2 separate regions of the Gossypium hirsutum genome follow, and region 2 is linked to region 1. Evidence: chromatin contacts called from public Hi-C data. All regions are on one chromosome and are shown on one strand. Each heading gives the region's core, a stretch centred on a gene start, on an enhancer-like site or on the middle of the called end of the contact. The rest is flanking DNA. Distances are from core to core; before and after follow the strand shown.

Region 1 (5,811 bases), core at 1,366-3,865:
GCTGCTGCTGCAGTCCATCATACCACAATAAACCTAAAGGAGCAAACATAGGTGTTCTACGTATCATAACAAATAGCGAAACTCTGCTTGCATTCCTTATGTAGCTCAATAAGTAACTTCATTCTTTAACAATATTGAAGCATTCGGACCTAACCAAAAAGTAAGCCTTAAGTAACAAGACATGTATGTAAGGAAGCACATTTGTCCTGATGAGGACACATACCTAGATTCACTCTTGATTTCCTTCTCTTCATTAACAAGCCCATCAGCTTTTAGCTTCTTACTTATTTCGGCAGCTCTTGCCGCAGCTAACTCTGTTGCAGACTTCATGCTTGCGGCTCGATTAGCTGCCTGCTGAGCAGTCAAGGTTTGTTGCATAAGCAAAGCCTGTTGGAATTGCATCTGTTGCATGGCAACAGCTTGCTGCATCATCATAGGCAGAGACGATGATGTCAATGATGAAATAGCTGGTTTCTGAGGAAGCGTTTTAGCCATCTCCACATTTAATGGTCGACCACCAATATCCATATTGTTCAATGCCAAAGCGGCCATTGCTTCCTCAGGTTTTGAGTATTCTATATAAGCAAAATGTTTTGAATCAGTGATTGTACACTCGACAACAGAACCACAGAAGCTAAAAAGCTGTTTCAACTGCTCAGCTGTGAGAAGTGGGCTAAGATTGCTAACTTGTAGGGTTTTCTTCAATGCATCAGCCTTCCCAGCTTTGTCAGGAGAATCTGACACGCAGCAGACAACCATTAGCTTGAGCCCAACAAAATAAATAGAACTTGGGAAATAAATTAACAAAGAAACAGACAGTTCAAAATAAGATAGTGCAAAAAGTACCAGATGAATCTTTAATTGACTGAGCTTGTGCTTGCACCTGAGCTGAATGAGCTTGAAGGGCCTGAGCAGCAACAATAGTCTGAGCTGCAGCCATTGCAGCCGCTGAAGGTGCCATAGGTACCTGACTAAGAGTTCCCATGCTGGTTGTTGCAGCCAAAGCAGTCATCAGCAAATTGTGAGGAGGATGGTTCAATTTGCAATCAGTTTTAGGACAATGGCCATTGAGGTATTCTCGACAAACTTCCCCAAGAGATGCCCCCATTCCTGGCAATATAGCACCACCTGAAGCACCAGAAACAATGCCTGGGATCATTCCCAACAAGCCAGGGAAAGCTCCAGAAACAGAACCTGTATAGTTTGGCATGTTGGGCATGGTTTGGTTTACTAGATTTGGATATGTGGATGCAGGAGCCACCCCTAGTAGTCCTCCGGTAGACGTACCTGCATAACAAAAATTCAACATCTATGCCCTGAGCACTACAGACTGCAACCAAGAACCACGCTTACAAGTGAAGCCAAAAGTAAGAACAGAGACTCAACAACAATTTTATATGGACAGTGAGTGCAAAGTAATGAGAAGGTGAATATCATTGGGAACTTTTCAAATTCCTAATCGTGAGCCTTCTTCACCTAGAATAACAAAACTAATATACAAAAGACTGCATTTCATATTAGAAGCAAAAAATACTCCAAAGGTTTGAATATTAAAAGATCCACGTATTATATAGACAATAAAATAGGGACAAGAAACATGCAAAGTCATGCATGGCAAGGTTTGAATATTAAAAGATCCACGTATTATATAGACAATCAAATAGGGACAAGAAACATGCAAAGTCATGCATGGCAAGTGACAGCTAAACATGCAGTTAAAACCGAATAAACATAGTTTCAACGATGTTACCTGCACTGAAGAACACCGGGAATGGGCTACCCATGATGGGTTTCCCATTGCATTCAATGTTTACCATATAGTTCCCTCTCTTAGGCACCACATAAGTTACAGAGTAAGTCCCATCTCCCATATCCTTCACAATGCCATCCTGTTCTGAGCCCCCAACACCCACACCTGGAGAAACCCTCACCTTAATCTGCGCACCCCCACTCTGTACTTTCCTTTCATCTGCATCTCTCGTTACCACCATAAACGTGGAGGCAGCACAGGCAGTGCCACCCGCTATTCCTGGCCCCGCTGCCATGCCATTAACGGGATCCACGGGACCAATTGGCTTGTTCACCAAGTCACCGGTGTCCTCGGATTCACTATCCGATGAAGCAGCCACCACATCCTTGTTACGGTTCTTATCAACATCCTTGAATGTGGCTTCGAAAGCTGCTTTAGCAGCAGCAGCTTTTTCAGCCTCAGTTTTTTGCTTGGCTTCCTCGGCTTGTTTCATCCATATAGGCTTTGAAGCGGCCGTGTTTCTATCCGCCATCAATTCAAAAACACCTAAATTGCTAGAACAATCGAATAAGCAATAATGCAAATGTCAACAACAAATAAAACAACATATTTGAGGAAAAAATCCATCAAATGTACGCCTGTAAACCTAGCTGAAATTTCAGAACTAGAATACTATTAAAGTCCCAATTTACTAATGCAAATGAATCAAAACCTAACCAATTAGCCACGCAAAACCTCAAAATCAAAGCTAAATATTTTTTATTTGTTTTAGAAAAAGGAAAAGTAGGTTTGATATAACGCTTTTTCGATTTGACTGTTCATAACTTCTGGGGTCCGTTAGACTTTGTTTGGTTACCAGGAAATGGAAAGAATTTTCTTAAAAAGGAAAAACAAAAAATAGAAACGCCTAACCGGGTAATTTTGTTTGTATCAGAACTGAAACCAGGCCATGTGGGGCCGAGTTCAGGCCGGGTCCGGTTGATGCCAAAATTTTAAATTCATTTACTAGGTTGGGATTCAAGCAATAAAATAGGTTTAAAGTTTTGTCCGTCTAGATAAAAAATGTTAAATCTAAACTCAACCCATCTGTATTAATTTTTTTTCTATATGAAATAAATTTAAAATATATAATACATCAAATATATTAAAAACATTAAATAATGTTAAGATAGTTACAACTTAACAATCAAATACCTCTAAAATAGTAGCAAAATTAATAATAAAATAATAGTTATATAATATCCAAACAATAAAAAGAAAATAATAGCAGTATAATAGCAAAATGACAGCAAAACAACAACAAAATGATAGTAAAACAAAAGCAAAAAAAAATTAAGCAGATTCGAGCCGGGTCAAGCCAAGTCTGGACCAAAAATCTTACTTAAGGCTCGCCCCGTTTAGAAAACATGCCTTATTTTTTATCCAAACTCATTTTTTAAACATATATTTTTACTCACTTTTCGAGCGAGTGATCTAACCCATGATCAGGTCCTACTATATAATGTTCCAAGTTCAAGTCTCACTATATATTAAAGATTGAAAATCATAATATTCTAAGTTCAAGTCTCACTATACGTTGTATTTTATTGGTTTTAATATCTTTTAAAAACATGTCATAATTATATATTTTATAAATAATGTTTTCTAGTCATTTCCCAAATCAATTAAGAAAATATCTAAAAGCCCTTTTTTTAGAAAGTTACTAATTTTTAATGTTTACGTGTTTAATTTTTAATTAATTTTTTATATTATATTTAATTTCTATAATTAGTGTAAATTAATATTCATTATTCGAATGATTAAATATAATTGAAATATATTAACTCAAATATTATTATAATAAAAAGTCAAATCATAATTAATGCATGGTTAACATATTCAATATATGATATAATTTAACTTCTTAAAATTAATATAAGCAGCATTCCTCCAAATAATAACTAATTAACATAATTAATTTATATTAATTATTTTGATAATTCAAATATAGTGCTAATAAAAATTTAATATTCTATAAATTAAAAGCTACACTATTTATAAATAACATAAATATATTATTTAAGTTATATTATAAAACTATATTATTTATAAAATTGTATATATGAAATATATAATTATTTATTATAACATAATGTAATTTTTTTTCTTTTATATATGAAAAATATAGAATGCCACTCGATGTTTTGATTTTTCTACATGATGATGTTAAGCGAAAAGCTAGAATAAGAAAACAATCTAAATATAAAATAATTTAATATAAAATTTGAATTTTTATTTCGTATTATAGAAATTTATTTAATAAAAATATTTTAATAATCTTTACACAATTGATGAAAATAAAATAGTATAAATAATAAGATATTGCTTATTGATTAAATTGAATAGTTTAAATTAAGTTTAATGACAAATTTGGTCACTAATGTTTATATGTTTTTCCAAAATGGTCCTAATTGCATTTTTGAGCATTTTTTTCCATAAACCTTTTTTTCGAATTGTTTTTTTTAACAGATTTGACTGATAAAATGCATCTTGTCCCAAGAATGTCAGTGGCTTTTGCGCTATTTTCCTAGAGAACAAAATCAGGTTGCTGACTATTTAACGAAGTTGGCTCTGGTGTTGCAAGTTTTTTATTCTCCCCCAACTTTCATTGAATCCGACAAGATAAGGGGTTTTACTCACCCCCAGAATAACGCTATGTAATTTAGAATTGTAATTATTTATTTCACCTAAAAAAAGTTAAATGTAAAATTTCATATGTGAAATATTTTAATGAGATGTAATTTATTACTTAAGTAACTCAATAAGATAATTATATGTGAAAATAATAAAATAAATAAATCATACATGAAATTAAAAAATAACTCTTAATTTAAATAAATAAAAGTAATTATTTAAAAAAATCAAAATGATGCATACGTTTATTTACTGAGAGATTTCAGAAAGATAATTAATAAATCAAATCGAAAATATTGAATCTGTGTATTCATTTTGAAACTCTTTTTTAGATAATTACGTTTATTTTCTTTAAATTAAGAGTTATTTTCTTAACTTCATGAATTATTTATTTATTTTATTATTTTCCACATATAATTATTTTATTGGACTATCTAAGCAATTAATTACATCTCATTAAAAATATTCCACATGTGAAATTCCACATCATCCCATTAACATTTTTAACCTTACTTTCATCAAATCTGTTAAAAAAAAGCAATATGAAAAAAAGAATAAAGGTTGATGGCTAAAAAAGGCTCAAAAATACAATTAGAGTCATTTTGACAAAAACATGTAAACAGCCAAATTTATCATTAATCCTTTAAATTATAATGAAAGTGTAATTAAAGATATATTACTTTAACATTTATTATGAGTTTGAATAAAGATGAAAGAAGAACTCTATCTTAAAATTTTATGTAAATATCAAATTTCAAAAATTAAAAATTATTTTGAGAATTGAGATTAGAATTTGATTTAATTTGTATATGCATAATAATAATTGATAAAATTAATTATGGTTTTAATGTATTAAAATTACACAATTATATTTTTATTATTTAATAAAACATTTATATTTTAATGTATTACTGTTAAAATATTAATTTCATTTTTTAAATTTTAATATTAAAAACTATTTAAGCATTTTACATTTTATTTTTCTGATTTAAAACTAACTAATAATATTATTAATTAAAAATTAAATTCAAAGTATATAAAATAAAATCAAATTAAACTTTACGAATCATAACATAATTTTTAATTTTTCAATAGTTTATTTTCCTACGTGAAACAATTATTGAGATTACTAATATAATTATAAATTTAAAAAATTAACAATATAATAAATTAAAGATAAGTTAAAATATAATATAATTTAAAAATAAATACTAATAATATTACAAATATGTTTAAATTTTCTATATTAATCTTCTGCTTCAATTCATTATTCTTATCATCATCTTCTATATTGATCTTCCTCTTCAATTTATCATCATCATCTTTGATTAATGTTGAACTTTTGATGCAATTAATTACTTTGAAATTACAAATTACTTAAAAATAAT
Region 2 (5,811 bases), core at 844-3,343, 310 kb before region 1:
TACCAAATAAGATAAATATTTTCTATCTATAATGATAAAATTCATTACTACATTTTCATATCATTTCTCAAATAATATTAATAGAAATAAAATATTTGGGCATATGCCACATATGTGGCCAATAATATTTCATATCACATTGATAACATAAGTTATCTTTACCCTTTGAAGAGTTATCTTGAGAACTCTCATTGTTCTCTTATTTATTACTATGTTTCCACTTTTAGTGGTCTATACTTATATCTTTTATTTTCTTTATGTTTACATTCACTTCGGGGAATGTAACAAATCTAGTAGGATGGACTTATAAACATCCCAATAGATTCTTTTTTTCATAATCACTATCGTAAACATGCGTGAGATTTCAAATCAAAATCTATCTATTCATGTTGTCATGATTATTTTCCAACTATAATAAACATAACATAATAAATAAAACATAGTAAAATATACCTGAAGATCTTTAACATCATTGTCATCACCTTGACTATAATCACGAGCACTATTACAATTAGTAAAACAACTTTGTTTTCGTAGTAACATTTATAATCTAATTGTAAAAATCATATAATAAACAATCAAAATTTTCGTGTACGATGCTTGAAAATTATCCGATACACATTGTACCAAATTTCAATATCACATATATATTATAAAATATTATGTTGCTCTAATTAAATATTTATAAATTCAATTTAAAAGATATCATACAGTCATTCAACATTAGCAAATTAATAAGACTAAATAAATCCTATCAAATTTCCCTTTAATCAACAATGGTAGGTTAATAACACTTTCCACCATAATTAAATTTCAAGAATATTTAATAACAAGAATTTAATAATCAAAACATCTAAATATAATGCATAATATAACTTAATTAAAAAAACACTTCAAAAAGAGTTATTTACCAAAAATTAATAATAGAGAAAACATACCATATTAATAACAAACATATATAATTAACAATTATGTCTTTTACATAAAAAAAATAACCTAGAAAGGCAAAAATCAAATACTATCAGAATGTAAAATTTATGTCAAATAAAAATTAATAGTAGTCATACCTTAATTAAAAAAAAACATATGGTCGAAATATAAAAGTTTCTTACCAAATCTATACTTTACCCATGCTTGTACAATAAACCAAAGATCAGGAATAAAAACCATAATCCATTCTGAGATTGAATCTTTCAACATCCCGAAGATGAATTTGTAAGGGTGAAAGTTTAATGTTGGATGACTTCGAAAGATTTTGAAAAAATATAGAGAATCATTGTGCTGATAACGTATTATAAACTAAAGAGAGATGGAGAGAATAAAGAACAAAGAAAATATGAAAGCAACAGAGAATGTACTTTATTAATCAAAAGGATGATTACAATGCTTCATCAGAATCTTCATTTATAGACATAAGAAGTATAAAAAAAGTAGAGATCTAATTCTAAAAACTATTAAAATTTAAAGCATATCAAAACTTTATCTTAATCATAATGGACATCCACTTAATAAGATATTTATAACAATGTTTAAATTTTAATATAAATTAGAATTAAAATTTGGTAGAAGATCGGTTAAGCAGAATTAGGAGTTTGTAAAAATATTTTTTATATTAAAATATAAAAAAATCTCTAATTCTTAGGTTATTTTCCATGTTATAACTCTATTTATATAAATAAAATTAGAAATACTAAATGTTTATTTATTAAAATATTTATATATTTTATTTAAATTTTAATGCTGGGAACAACATATGGCATAAGATATTCTGTTAAGTAGAATTAAGAGTGTGTAAAAGTTTTTCCAAATTAAATTTTAATTATATTAAATATTTTTATATTCAGAAGATAAAATTAATATCTACTTTCATGTTATAACTCAATTTTATGTAATTAAAATGATCACTATTATTTTTCATAGAACTATTATATTATATTATTTAAAAAAAGATAATATATTAAATAAATTTTGTAATTTAGATTTAGTATTTATGTTTTCAAAATTTAATTTTTTTAGAGAAATTTTGGAGAAACAAAAAGTTCGTCAGGATTTTTATTTAGAATATTAATATAGAAAGTATTTTGTGCGAATTGGACTGGGATGGGCTCAAGTCCTGGCAAAAACTTTTCCAAATCGGCCCATCGACTACTCTACCAGACGCCATTAACAAAATTTGAACGTTAAGCTCTCTTTCCCTCTAATTCCGCCCCTCACTTCCATTTCAGATATAGAAATGGAATTCAAAGAAAACAATAGTTTCAGTTTGGATTGGGACGACCGTTTCACTGAAGACGTGATCCGACTAATGGATGCCATTGAAGCCACTCCTCCTCCTCCTCCTCCTTCATCTTCTAGCAAGAAACGCAAGTCCGCCGTCCATCATCAAGATAACCTCAAAACCGGCCGCCAATTGCCTCATTCTATTCTCTCACCCCCGCGTTCTTTTCCGTCTTCCTTCGCTCGTTGTCAATGTATTTCCTATCCCTTACTTTACCCATTTTTTAATTAAAATAAATGAACTAATAGTAAACCCTTTGATTTTTCTGATTGGCAGCTAATACAAGGCTTAGATATCCGCCGTTGAGATTTGGAGGTCATATTTTGTATAGCTTTACGGAAGATGAGGTAGAAAATGCTGCAATGGAGCTATTAAAAATTGTTGAAATTAAGAAGAAAGAAATGGGTCAAGTTGCTTTAGGGTTTGATATTGAGTGGAAGCCCTCTTTCCAAAAAGGTTTGCTTCCTTTACCCTCCTTGTATTGTTACATTCATTTCATATAATCCTTTCTGTTTGTTTCCTAAGAAAAAAAAGTGTGAAAACAAATAAATGTGAAAATTTCTTAAGTTAATATGAAACCTCCCTAAGGTATCTTTGATCATTATTTTAAAGAATTGAGACTTAAAGTTGGAATTTTTTTCAAATTGCATGATTTCTAGATGGAGTACTTATGCTAGAATTGGCATTGTGTTTTTTTTTTGTAGTTTTAATTTTTTTTTTGATGTTTAGCGGTTCTGATATGCCACATTTTGAAACAAAATATATATCTCTTGTGTTTGGTGTTGTCCTCTTCCTTTCTTCCATAAAGCAGCATTGCTATAATTTCTTTTAAAGCAGAAACTAAGCACTCTTTACCTATATTACTTGGCCTTAGGTGTGAGTGCCGGATATGGGTAAGTTCCCAACACAGATATATTCAATTTTTTCCTATGTTTTTAATGTATTTGGAGATCCTCGAATGGTCATATCCCATACTCCTGTCCAAATATGCGTTGGATACAGGTACTTTAGTAAAATAAAGAGTCAAAGCAATATAGCTCTTTAATCCATGTTTCATGAGTTGCTGTTGCCATTACCGATCATTTCCTTTTAATTGAAATACTCTTAACTGTGATAACCTAAATGGTTGTATGCTTGCAAACCGTTATTTATATTCATGTTTTTCCCTTATCTTGTCTACTTTCTGGTAGAAGTGGTCTATTTAGATCATTCTCAGATTGCATTTAGTATAGCATTGAAACATGCACATATTGAATTTGTACTAGTACACAGAATTCATGGCTAAATATACTGATTTGGTTGACCACCTCTACTAACATATCACTTGTCTATCTGGTTTCTGTATTGCCCTCTTGAACTTTCATGAAAAGTATTATCTGTTTGGTACCATAGACATTGGCTTGTGTGGACTCTGGTATTGATATCCAACACTTGTATGTGTCTGCATGCTTGGTTTTTCTTTTTAAGTCTTGGAATTGGCTTAAAAGGATCTAAAAGTTAGATAAAAGTATGTGGATGCATATTTTAACAATGTCTTAAATAAAGATACATAAATGAAAATAATGCAATACCAAATATAATGAGCATTTGTAATTTACTTTTATATTAATAATTAAAATACATTTTATTGGTGAACCATAGAAAGGACGGACCACCACCCTTCATCATCCAACTAAAACAATTACAAGTTGTATCCACATTTGTGATGAAGTATAAAACACATATTATGTGCCGTATCATATTGATGAAGTGGCAATCTTTATTGAAAATTCCATGGAATGTACTTAAGGGAAATGGGGATGACTTTCTGGGACTTTGCAGATTAGAACACGATAACAGAGGACTAATTACTTGCTAACATTTCAATCTAAGGGTGGGTTTAGATGGGCGGTGCGTTTACCTGCGGTTAGTGTAAAAATAATAGTGACGGTGAGATTAGATACTATAGCGATATTGTATCGTGAGACAAAAAGTAAGCTAAACACACCGCACGGCACCCAATCGCCCATCCAAACCCACCCTAAGTGTTACAAACACATCTTTAGAACCTCTTCCTGCATCGTGTCGGGTGGATGGGTTTGGTTAAAATGCTGCCTAGTTTGGGAATAAAAACTACGGTTGCATCCTTGCATCCCATTCAATTATATGTATAAGAACGAAACTTTATACTCATTTTTATGCTTTTGCAAAGGGGACAAGGAGTTTGCTTATAATTGCATTATACAATACTGCATGGATAAATGTTTATCTTTGGAATTTTGACACTGCAGGAATTTTGCCTGGGAAGGCTGCGGTGATGCAGATATGTTGTGACAGTCAGTATTGTTATGTGATGCATATTTTTCATTCTGGAATACCTCAAAGTCTGCAGGTTCTTCTTGAGGACTCCGAAATTATAAAAGTAATATCTTTACATTTAATCTGTTAATTGGCAACCTAAACTCCTGAATTTCTGATTAGGTTTATATACATTTTCGAAATAATGCTTGTGAATGAACAGGTTGGAGTTGCAATTGATGGCGATGCTGTCAAGGTGTTCAGTGACTATAAAGTATCTGTTAATGCTTTGGAAGATCTTTCAGATCTAGCAAATCAAAAGTTTGATAGTGATTGCCGACACTGGAGTCTTGCTGCTCTGACAGAGGAGTTTATTTGCAAAGAGGTATCCGTATAATTCTTCTATTTGAAAGCCTGGAGAAGACTGAAGCAGTCTTTCATCTTATGTACTCGTAATATGATATTAGTTCTCATTCGGTAAATAGTACTAGCTTTTCAGATTCCACCATGATATTTTGTTTTGGTTTCACTTTGAGCATAGAGGCAGAATGCTTTCATTGGGAAATCTTATTGAAATTTGAGTATTGCAGCTTCCGAAGCCCAAGAAAATTAGGCTGGGAAACTGGGAGTTATATCCTTTATCCAATGCGCAACTACAGTATGCAGCAACTGATGCTTTCGCTTCATGGCAAATATACCAGGTAATATTACAATTTCAATATAATATTCTATTCTCCTATCATAAATGTAGATAGGCTTGGATTTTCAGCCTTCATTGTAAGTTTACGTTCCCATTGTTACAATTGCTACTATTTATGTTACTTGGACTTGAGTTTTTGTTGGACTCATATGTTCAAATATTTTCAAGATTTTGTGTATTTAAAAAGTCATTGGAGGGTCATTTATCCATACTCATGTCTGGATATACATCGAACTATGGTTGTTGGACGTGAGTACTTCAAGAAAACTGAAGTTGGAGCAATGTAGACGTATAGCACTATTTTTTTTCCTAATAAGTATTTTGATATTGCATTGCAAATGCAGGTCTTAAAGAGCCTCCCTGATGCAGTGAAGGATCCGGCAGATAAACAAAGTGAAACCATTTCATCTCAATGATTTTCATAGTAAGTTTGATATCGTGCTTGCTGTTAGTCGGTTTTAAGTCAAGGCAGTTTGTTTAGGCCAAGAAACAAAGAGGTAAAGTATTTTACCTAGTTGGGAATTGCATGTGTTTGTTTTTGGCCACTTTCGAATTC

The links. Hi-C and Micro-C count contacts between places; a contact is called where the count stands out from the background.
Region 2: a contact with region 1 is called in a Hi-C map of leaf, with 1.7 times the contacts expected there. The contact joins the promoter of LOC107914784 here to the promoter of LOC107914739 in region 1. A contact is called at or near these places in 4 of 34 Hi-C or Micro-C datasets (callus and leaf).

The regions. Positions count from the first base shown.
Region 1 is chrD10:26,811,200-26,817,010 of Gossypium_hirsutum_v2.1, reverse strand. LOC107914739 (serine/arginine repetitive matrix protein 2) reads right to left here and starts at 2,615. Exons shown (of 6, transcript XM_016843751.2): 1 at 1,751-2,615; 2 at 847-1,287; 3 at 224-737. The coding sequence starts at 2,282.
Region 2 is chrD10:27,123,275-27,129,085 of Gossypium_hirsutum_v2.1, reverse strand. LOC107914784 (Werner Syndrome-like exonuclease) reads left to right here and starts at 2,093. Exons shown (of 6, transcript XM_016843811.2): 1 at 2,093-2,471; 2 at 2,555-2,734; 3 at 4,549-4,679; 4 at 4,779-4,940; 5 at 5,146-5,256; 6 at 5,600-5,811. The coding sequence starts at 2,234. The coding sequence ends at 5,671.